2 separate regions of the Triticum aestivum genome follow, and region 2 is linked to region 1. The links are chromatin contacts, called in public Hi-C maps. All regions are on one chromosome and are shown on one strand. The core of a region is the stretch at or near the end of the contact, and the rest is flanking DNA. Distances in the headings are between cores, read along the strand shown.

Region 1 (5,557 bases), core at 1,103-3,602:
GTGGAGGGCTTCAGCGGCGACGCATCGGCGCGGTCGTGCTCAGGCGCAGCCGTGCGTAGAGGAGGCCGATGCAACGGTCAAGGCGGTTGCGGAGGTCATGGCCTCTCATTGACCAGAGGCGGTTGGTCAGGGGTGTGGATGCGGTAGCAAGGGCTGGCCATGGACGTGGAGCCGGCGGTGCTACAGCGATGCAGGCGGCGCGGGGAGGCGAGGGACGACCAGATCCGAGGGTGGCGCCCCCATCTGATCTGGTTCCGGCCGGATCCGGACTCCGGCGACGGTGTGAAGATGGTACGGCGACGAGCTTGTGGCGGCGGAGTGACCTGTACCTGAGAGAGAGATACGAGGGAAGAGAGAGGGAGAGGAAAGAGAAGGGAGGAAGGAGAAGCGGGGCGCTCGGGGTGGCGCCTTGGAACTCCGGTAGTCACCGGCGTCGGTCGGAGGCAGGGCAGGGTTCGAGTGCGAGGGGGCGATGCTCGGTGAGGTAGGCGACGACAAAACGTGGTCCACCTAACGGAGGCCCACCCACAGGTCAAAACCACCATTTGACTGTTGCCACGTCAGCGCCAAGATGAGTCAAAACCATCCAGGGATTGATTTTGCCCGGTATAGGATTGTTTAGGAGGTGAAAGGAACAGAAATAAAGATCAGGGGGTTATGTGAACCACCAACTTTTTTCAGGGTAGTAAAATGAACTATTTTCTAAGGAATATTGACTATTGTATTTTTAGTTTGAAAAATATTTTGTAAATAAATGAAAGGATAATAAGAAAATTCCAAAAAAGAAGCAAAAAGGGAGTTTCGAGGATTTGAACCCTATTCTCCTGGCAGGTAGCCAATGTAGGAAGATATTGAGGTACAATTAGCTTTCTGTTAAAACAGAAGGCGTGACCTTTTTTAGGGCGACGATACGGTTTTCCACCGTTTTTCTGTTTTCATCACGGGTTTTTTTTTGGTTTTTGTTTTTCTTTTTTGACATGGCTTTCCTCGTTTTTTGGTTTGCTTTTCTTTTTTCTTCTTCATTTTTGTTTGGTTCTCTTTTTCCTTCTCCATTATTTTGGGGTTTTTTTGTCTCTATTTCTTTGTTTTTTCTTATGTTTGTTTTCGTTTTCCCTCTACTTTTTTGTATATGTCCAAAACATTTTCTAATAAGTGATAAACATTCTGTGTATACACGTTCAACACTGTCCGAACACTTATTCAATATTTTTTCAAAATTCATGTTCAAAAAAATCAAATACTTGTCCAACATTTTTCAAATACTTGTTCAATATTTTTCAAATACATGTTCAGTATTTTTCAAATAATGGTACAACATTTTAAATACTTATTCAACATTTTCAAATATTTGTTCACAATTTTTCATATACTCTCTCAAAATTGTTTAATAATTATTCAATATTTTTCAAATATTTGTTTAACATTTTTAATACTTATTCAAGATTTTTCAAATACTATTTCAACATTTTTTAATACTTATTGAACACTTTTCATATAATTGTTCAACATTTTCAAATACTGGCTCAAAATTATTTAATAATTATTCAATATTTTTCAAATACTTGTTTAACATTTTTAGTACGTATTCAACATTTTTAAATAATGTTTCAACATTATCAATAGTCAACATTTTCAAATACTTGTTCATCATTTTTCATGTACTCGTTGAAAATTATTTAATAATTATTCAACATTTTCAAAATCTTTTTTAAGATTTCTAATATTTATTCAACATTTTTTAAATATTTTTTATGTGTTTTTAAAGTGCAGTTTTGTACATATATATTTAAAGTATTTTAATGTATAAACAAAATACAAAATAAAACAAAAACAGAAACAGAAATTGTAAAAACACAGAAAAACAGGCTTCAGCCTCACTTGCGCGTGGGTATATTGCTCGCCCCCTTAAGCGAGTCACGAGTTACACTCGCTGTAGGCGGGGAATAGGGGTGCTCGCCTCATGGAGCTATCGATCCAGAGATTCAGCTGGAGGCGAAGGACGTGCTTTAGCAAAACAGTCCAATGTGCGCCAGTGTGATCGCTATAACCAAGAGCACCATTACAGAGCTGGCACGTTTAGTAGCCGGGCCGGGCCGGCCCACGTGTGCCACTCCTCGGCCTAGGCACGGTCTGGTTATTAAACAGGCCGACCCGTGGCACGTTTAGCACACTAGGCCACATATGTTTCAGCCTATTGGACTGTATTTTAAGCTTATTGTGCTGTAATTTAGGTCATATTATGTATATGTAAATTTCTGAAAAAAATAAAAATACTAAACGGGCCATGCCGTGCCGGCCCGCGTGTCAGGCCCAGTCTCTAGGCCCAGGCATGACCCAAGTTGTGCTGCGTGCCAGGCACGACGAGCAGGCCGTGCCGGCGTGATCGTGCGCTGGCCTGATTGGCCCGGCCCGTTTGGCCAGCTATAGACCATTATACTAGCCGAGCAGAGGAGGGAGAGGTGCCAAAACGAACATGCCACAAAGTTCGTCCGATTTCCCACACCGGGAATCGCATGGCGAGGGCGAGCACCTCCACGCCGATCTCGAGTTTCCTGTGGTAGTGGCCGATGGAAGTAGTAACAAGGAACAGCCGGGCACCCATTTTACCAAGTTGCGGAGAATCGTCGCGCTACAGCCACCCACAGGCGACGACCCGGGCATTGCCTCGTCGCTCTCGGCTTTCCGGCGGCCGGCCCGAAATCCCTTCCGTCAGGCACACAATCCGGCCGGTCTCCGGTGTGCGCTGCGCACCACCATGTCCATGTGGAAGTTAGGCAATCGGCAACTTACACATGACAAACAAAAGTCGCAGGTCAGAAGATGAATCCCAACCTTCAGAATGTGAGTGGCAGATATTCTTTCTTTCTTGAGCATTACACGAAGTGCGCGCAGCCGCGTTGCTCTGGTGCATTATACATGAACTCAACATGACAGTTCGTTCTTCAAAACAGACCCTGGCAAAGCTCAAACACACACGCGGACAGACGAATGGCCTCTACGACGTACAATCAACCGAACCAAATTTACACAGACGCACAGGAGACAATAGCCCTAAGGGCAACCACGAAAAAACAGGTAGTAGTAAAACGCAAACGAAACAAAGACCAGTCTGCTTCAACGGCAGCAGTAGTAACCAAGGCAGGCAGGCAGGCACGTCTCACTTGTACACGGCGGCGGACCGGACTGGACGAAGGCTCAGCTTGACGACGGCCACTCCCGGCGTATGTCGAAGGTGTAGTTGATCTGCAGGTAGCACTTCCGGTCGTCGTCCAGGAACTGCCAAAGATAGAGAGAAACGTCGAACCGTCAGACCTCTGAATCCTGCAGTGCATCTCTGAACAATTAAACTCGATCATCGTTTGATTACCGACCTTGGTCTTGGCAGAGTAGGATCCCCGGGCAAACATCCCGGACGGCGTGGTCTCCTCCGGCGTCACGTACGCGTACGGCTCCGGCTGCGGGCTGAACGTGCCCAGCATCTCCTTTGTGCTGTCAACTGCACCAGCAAAACCATCACGATTCGTTAACTGCAAGCAGAGAATTGGTGAATCGGTTTCATTCGTTTTTACTACTAGTACCTTTGATGCCGGTCTTCCAGACGGTGTTGGTGTAGCGGAGGCCGGAGACGATGTTGTTGCTGACGGAGAAGGTGAACTTGAGCTTGTACGGGGAGCCCTCCTTGAGGGTGAACCACACCCCCTTGCCGCTGGTGGGCTCCACCGGCAGCGGCAGGAAGATGTCCGGCCGCCCCGGGGACTGGATGGACAGGCTCATGATCTTCACGTCCGGCTCCAGCGTCTCTGCACCAGTCAATCAATCAATCACCGTGCATTCAAATCTCACATCGAAATCTCCCATCAAATAACGGATCGTTTTGAATTCTAAATTCTGATGTTAGAAATGCCTTCCTAAAAACATGAACAACGTGCTTAACGGTTTATGCTGTTATGTCAGACAAACAAGGCTGCCTCCCATCAATTATGCCCTGCAAAGACGTGTTGGGCATAATCGGACCAAAAGTCACAAAGACTTGGCTATCACCACGACAAATCATGCATTATTCCCGGGATGCATCACTTTCAGGGCAGCAAGAAGGCACTACGATCAGTACTACTACCCTGTATCTGAAGTCTGAAAACTCTGAACGCATATCGTCAATGGCGAAGGCACAATAGTTCAACCATGCACGGCAACGTACGGGGACCGACCAGACCAGTGCATTCGAGAAAACGGGGGGCTCCATGTGTCTGTTTTTTCCCTACGAAATGATTAGCACGGAAGGACAAGGCCGGACGACCTAGCCAACGGAGCCCACCACCTTTTAAAATTTTCCCCGCTCCAGTTCTACTGTTGAGTAGTACCACTACGGCCGGCCGGCCGGCCGGTGCACAGACGGAGTCGTGAAAACGCTCTATAATTAAGCACGGAAAGCAACGGATGGGTTCACGGGGCAGTGCGTGTTGACGACGGAACACGGCGGTGCTCACATGCCAAACTGCGCAAGTGCCGGTGTCCTACGTACACGTACTGGTACTGGTGGTGTTGCCCGCCATTACGCAGGGTTCACGAGGACGGGGCAAATTGAACGCGAGCAATTATCGATCTGCCCGGACGAGAAGTTCTTGCATGGTTGCAGAGGTTTACCTCCCACGGAGTTCAAATCCACGCTGCCGAGCAGCTGCTCCTTCCACCTCCTCAGGCTCTCGTCGTCCTGCACAATGTCATGGAGAAAGGAGACGCATCAATCGATCCATCCATCGGTCGACGGCAGGCAGCTAGAAGAATTCAGGCACGAGAATGCGGCGCATGCTGACATGTTACCTTGTCCTTCTCGAGCTGGTCCTTGATGCTGAGGATAGGGCCGAGGTCGATGTGCTCGGGGACCTTCTCGCCGTCCTCGTCCTCCTCCTCCTCCACGCCCTTGCCGCAATGCGGCGGCGCCGCGACGTCGCCGCCGCACTTCTTCCCGTTCGTCGCCGCGGCGTCCCCGGCCCCGCCGTTGCCGTTGCCGTGCTCCGCCACCGCCGCCGCGCACTCCTTGGCCTCCGCAGGCCCGGCCGCGGCGATGTCGGCGACCTTGGAGCAGGAGATGGCTTCCACCGCGGACGACATCCTCCTCAGCTCACCTCACCGGCTGCGCAACAATGGCTGCCCCTTCAACGGCTAGCCAAGAAGGTGGAGACAAAAAGAGGAGAGCGTGGCAAAAGGGGCGGTGGCACGGGCACCGAGAGCTCGCTCGCTGGGGGGCACCAAAAGGAGAGAACGCGCCGGTAGAGGAGGGACGTCGAAGCGGATTGGGACAGGGAGAAAGGGGCGCGGCGCAAGGCTCCAAAAGGAGAGCGCACGGATCAGAGAGGGAAGGGGCGAGGGACGGGACGGTTGGATCCAGGCAGCTAGGGGTGCAATGGCAGCAGCGCGCCAGAGAGGATAAGGAGGTTTTAATTCCTCTGCGGGCGAGGGTGGTGGTGGAGGGAGGGAGGAGACCAGGGGAGTGGTGGAGGCGACGTGATGGTCACGACGGAAGAAGCCCTCCCGCTCGCGGCACGGCACGGCGCGC
Region 2 (5,557 bases), core at 1,246-3,745, 480 kb before region 1:
GCAAAGAACAACATAATGATGGATCAAGTACAGAGCGACATAACGTACACTGTATTACATAAAATGAAGAAAATAACATAAAGTGTTTGATAGACAATGCTGAAAAGCTAGCTGTTGTGTTGCCCACAAGACTCAAATTTAACAATAAGATCAACCAAATGTGTAACAGGCAGATTTTTGTATCATTGCAGGTGTATCAAAATTGCATATAATTAAGTGATTAGTAAGTGCTGTGACATGTACTGTCATATGCACCTTCACATCCGAAGAGAAATTGTTAACAGTTTTCTTGTAGCCAGCCTTTTTCAGATGATGGTTCATCCATCGAAGCAGCATCTTTTCTGGTGACAAGCTCAACACCTCATCTATATCCTGTACAACATGCAATAAAATGGATTTTGTTTTGAGCAAAGATGTACACTGGGAGCTGAAACAAAGGTAAAACACTTCTACTTACCTTACTGTCATCAAACAATTCCACAAGCTGGGGTGTCTTCTTAAGATTAAGATCAGCCAAAAGTTGAATCTGATAATAAGTGAAGCAACTCTTTAGGTGATGAAGGAGGAGTTCAACCATAGTGTGTCCATTGAATTGCATAAAAAATGTGAATCTCATTTCAGTACTTACCTTTATGATTTGAGATATTAATCCAAGAACTAAATGAGGCTGCCAAAGAAAACAATAGAAATATGTGTAAGTCACCACTTGATTTTTTTAAGGGAATTTATAGAACTGAATATGGAATTGGGAGCATTTTCCCATTAGGGTAAGGTGGCTAAAAACACCTAACACATGAAAATCAACAAAGAAATATGAGATGTACTACCTACTAGTAAGTGATTAAAGTGAAAAAGAACAAAGGACAGGCAGCAGTTAATAATGATAACAGTATTTACACCTAAATTTACCAACAAATTCATCAAAGAAAAACTATATATCGCTATACAGGACATGAAAGAATTAAAGGGAGACAAATGATTTATCTCATTGCAAAAGAAGAAGGATAATTTAGAGCGCGGCAACATTTTCATATCAGTGACATTGCATCATGAGCTACAAGAAAGGATAACAAGTAGGGAACACAAGGCATACCCTTCCTTCCACTAAATCCTGGGTGCCAATGTTAACAACAGTACATCCAATGGCCTTTGCAGAGTTGAGGCACAGTGTGTGGTTTTCATTCCTCTCCCATGGGTTAAGAACTCTTTTCTTATTTATTGCTCTCTCATCAATGGTCCCAGGTACAGCTACATTGATCAACTTACTGACAAAAGATCCAGCAAGGAATTAACATCAGCTACAACTAGCAGACAGTTTCTGTTGAAAGAGTAAATTGGCATGCGCCATGTAGCTAGCTAGAAAGCCTTCTCACCAGAGCAGGACGCCATCCCTAATAAGATCGAATAGCTGGTTGCCGGATGGGTCGATTGGCAAGTACTTCTTCAAGAATGGATCTTCACCAAGGTAAGTGTTAATATGTGCCACATAAGAAGACTTCTCCGCCTGGTTGAGATTGTGCAGCAGCGTAGTGATGGTGGATTTGAGGAACGACGACGAATTCTTGCGGCCGCCAGCCCCGCCACCGCCGCTGACAGCGGCGCTTCCTTCCTTGGCGCTCACCCTTGCTTGCAGATTCAGGTACTCCTGCAAAAGCACCACACCAGATTCCCCATCCGAACCGAATCAGTAAGACAATGATAACACACTCTTCCCCTCCACAGTAATACTAGTAATACTACTAGTCAGGAACTCAGAGGATCGCCAAGATGTACCCGGAGGAAGGACTCGAACTCAATCTCCTGGTCGCTGTCGGGGTACGACTCCGACAAGAAGGCGGCGATCTCCTCCTCGGGGACCACTTCGTGAAGTCCCCTCAGCTTCTTCATCAACCCCGGGAGGTTCTTGGTGGTGACATGGCCGGAGTCCCTCTTCAGAGACACGAACTGCAAACCACAACGAAACAGAAACCTCGAGTTGGAGCAGAGGCGACAGAGGGAACTATAGTAATAATTCTGGTTTTTGGAGCAGAGGAGAGAAGACGAAGCCGTGGATTCGGGGTGTCACCTTGGCCTTGAGCGATCGGAGCTCGACCTGCGTGAACTGGCCCTGCAGGGAGGGGTCGGAGACGACGACCCCGACGAAGCCGGACATTTCCCCTCGCCACGGCCCGATTCGACCCGGCTCCGGCGCGGCTGCGGGGAGATTTCAGATCAGGGAGGAAAGAACCCCGGGAAAAGAAGGAACAGATCGTCCGCGCGCGGGCGGGGAGGGGCGGCGGGGACGAAGATCGAGATACCTTCCGAGTTGCTCACGGTAATTCCGCCGTGCAGCCTCTGCTGCTCCTTCTCTCGCTGGCGTGCTTTCCTTGTGCTGGGGGGAAAGGTGGGCAATGGCGTCCGGGAACTCCCAGATTTGGTGGGGGCGGGAGGGGGGAAGTGGCGGAGACGAGGAGAGGAGGTAAGGGTGGGGTCTGCTCGTTTCGTTAGTTTATTGTGTGTCTTCGCTTTAGGTTTTCCTCGGGGTTAAGGCACTGGATGGAAAGGGTAAAAGCAAGCAAGCAAAATGGAGATCAATAAACAATAAAGCAAAATTTTGACAAAAAAAAGATGGATTTTTTTATTTTATTTTTTCTTGATGGGGAGAGATTGGTGATGTGCTTGGTTGCCGCATGCTCAGAGCTGGAAATAGTCTTCGGAGACATGTTTATCTAACACGTGTGACGGCCAAATCCTTGCATTAAGGCGGCTTAAGATTTGCATGTATATGGTTGTAATTTTTGTTACAGTTGTCGCTCTTTATACTGCCATGATTGATTATGGATAGAACAAAAGTTTTTCTTAAAAAAATTGTCACAAGGGGTTGTGTGGTTTTCATTGTTGTTTTTAGCGGATTAGTATTATTACCAGAAAAAAAAAGTTTACTGCTTTGTGTTTATATGCTGATACAAAATTATAAAAGAAAAGAAAAATCATAAAAATATCATTCATTGCGGGTTTACTACCTCCGTCCGGGTTTATTAGGCCCTCTTATATTTTGGGTTTTCCTCGGGGTTAAGGCACTGGATGGAAAGGGTAAAAGCAAGCAAGCAAAATGGAGATCAATAAACAATAAAGCAAAATTTTGACAAAAAAAAGATGGATTTTTTTATTTTTTTTTTTCTTGATGGGGAGAGATTGGTGATGTGCTTGGTTGCCGCATGCTCAGAGCTGGAAATAGTCTTCGGAGACATGTTTATCTAACACGTGTGACGGCCAAATCCTTGCATTAAGGCGGCTTAAGATTTGCATGTATATGGTTGTAATTTTTGTTACAGTTGTCGCTCTTTATACTGCCATGATTGATTATGGATAGAACAAAAGTTTTTCTTAAAAAAATTGTCACAAGGGGTTGTGTGGTTTTCATTGTTGTTTTTAGCGGATTAGTATTATTACCAGAAAAAAAAAGTTTACTGCTTTGTGTTTATATGCTGATACAAAATTATAAAAGAAAAGAAAAATCATAAAAATATCATTCATTGCGGGTTTACTACCTCCGTCCGGGTTTATTAGGCCCTCTTATATTTTGGGTTAAACTTTGACCGTAGAATTGATTTGCAAAATATAAGAGACGTGTCATAAAACTTATAAGGATTCGAAATGAAATTTCCAATTATATAATTTTTTGACATATATCTCATATTTTATATCACAGATGTATTGTCAAACTTTGACTCAAAATGTGAGAGGGCGTAATAAACTCGGGAAGAGAGAGTATAATGATGTTACAAATATTTTTCCATGTATCTACAATCAAAGTGAAAGAAGTTTAAGTAAAGATTCTATTTAGACATGTATTCATTTATTTGTCCACTTGCACATATTATGGTCAGTGTATTCTTGGGAGTGGCTCGCTTTCTTTTCCCTCACCCTTCCTCCTCTTGCGCCGCCTCCCTTTTTTGAACTCAGCCAGAGATTCCTGGCCTGATCAAACGCTGCGTCCAACACCGATGGCTGCTGAGAGGTGTGCATGTGTTCCTTGTTACATTAGGGTAGTGCTCATGGTGTTATGTCGTGGTTTGGTGACATGTCGTCGATGTGCTTTGCTCTGTTGCCAACGACGGCGTATGGAGCTCGCCTTCCTCCTCTGATCCACTTGCATGGTGGAGGACAACAAGAGGCTGTGGTTTTGGCATAAGCACTTTCAATAAGCTTGGGAGAGATTCGGGGTCATCCTTTCTTCTTCTTCTTCTTCTTCTTCTTCTTCTTCTTCGCCTGCGTGGTGCCGGGCGAACGGGAAGAGATGGATCCGACTATTGTCTTCGTTGAGCTGGAGTTCTCCGGGATTACAAGCTGCATTGTGGGCCCAACGTTTCCTTCATCTCGTTGCATCGACCTGGGCCACATAAGTTACAGATCATCAAGGTATTTGCTTCTGGTGTACCATCTTCAACCTCCACGTGAGGCCCAAGGCTTGTGTCGAAGACGGTGGCCATGAAGTCTCCGACGGGATTGCTACATGTGACTGGACTCATATGTGGTACTGTTGATGGTTTAGGGACCTATTTACGAAAGGAATGATCATCTTGCAAAAAAATTGTTTGTTTTTAGGTCCTCCATGCAGTGTTGTAGTAATTTTGATATGAAATGGCAACTTGGGCATCTGAGCCCCTACCCCTTGTTGTCTGTTGAAAAAAAATGTTAGTGTATTCTTTACAATCATTTTGAATGAACAATTGTTTTGCTGGATATTTGCAGCGTTACGGTGAGTAGCAGTGAGGGATAACTGTACTCTTATTAGTGGGTGGTTACGGTGATTCTATTTAGACATGTATGCATTTGTTTTGCTGGATATTTGGGTAAAATCAGGATAACTGTACTCTTATTAGTGGGTTGTTACGGTGAGTAGCAGTGTGCCAGTGTGCATGTTATCCCCGTGCAAGAGCAGCCGACAATCCAGTTCGGTCCACGACGCGTCCTCTCGCCATGTTGCTATCGGCGAGCCGAAAGCATCACCGCCGCTTCCAAAATAAGAGGAAGATACAAAACACGTCACCAGCCTTCGGCTTGGCGCGTTGCTACCTTGTGCCATTGCCGCCGGAACACACCAATAGCGCGTACCTGTACAGACACATGCCCCGCCCGCCCATCCTCCCACCGCCCACGCGCCCGTCACCGCGGACACGCGTGGCCCATCGGCCGGTGCGCACGCGTATGGCGCCGATGTGTTTTCCGCCGCCACGGGAGAACCTCATATTTGCCTGGATTTATTGCGGAGGACAAGGACGCGTCTATCCGGAACGGCTGGTCGAACCGAAGTTTGCAGCGCGGGTCGCATGGGGCATGTACAATAATTGATAAAATAGTTTTATATTAAGTCTTGTATGTAATTTAGATATGACAAAAAAGACCTCTACAATGGGTCATGTCTTAGCCTTATCTTCAATAACTAATTATTTCTATAAACATGGTGAGACATATTATGCTAAGAGATCATATCTTGTCTTCTTTTAAATAAGAGAGGACAATCATTTTCTTACGGGTTCTCTCTTCTCCATCTCATCATTTATCTTATGTGGTA

What was found. A called contact is a pair of places that touch in the nucleus more often than the background predicts.
Region 2: a contact with region 1 is called in a Hi-C map of leaf, with 4 times the contacts expected there. The contact joins the promoter of LOC543247 here to the enhancer-like site in region 1. A contact is called at or near these places in 4 of 5 Hi-C or Micro-C datasets (leaf and an unstated tissue) and 1 of 1 datasets of contacts at active chromatin or transcription factors (leaf).

The regions. Positions count from the first base shown.
Region 1 is chr6A:514,610,341-514,615,897 of IWGSC CS RefSeq v2.1, reverse strand. It overlaps the pseudogene LOC123128207. Among protein-coding and RNA genes, the nearest start is that of LOC123128206, 13 kb to the right of the region's middle. Within about 2 kb of position 2,352, at least 4 of the 8 cell types and tissues checked have an H3K27ac peak or open chromatin away from gene starts, as enhancers often do.
Region 2 is chr6A:515,085,616-515,091,172 of IWGSC CS RefSeq v2.1, reverse strand. LOC543247 (fimbrin-4) reads right to left here and starts at 2,495. Exons shown (of 15, transcript XM_044548148.1): 1 at 2,298-2,495; 2 at 2,066-2,193; 3 at 1,774-1,944; 4 at 1,374-1,645; 5 at 1,094-1,265; 6 at 629-667; 7 at 458-526; 8 at 256-372. The coding sequence starts at 2,152.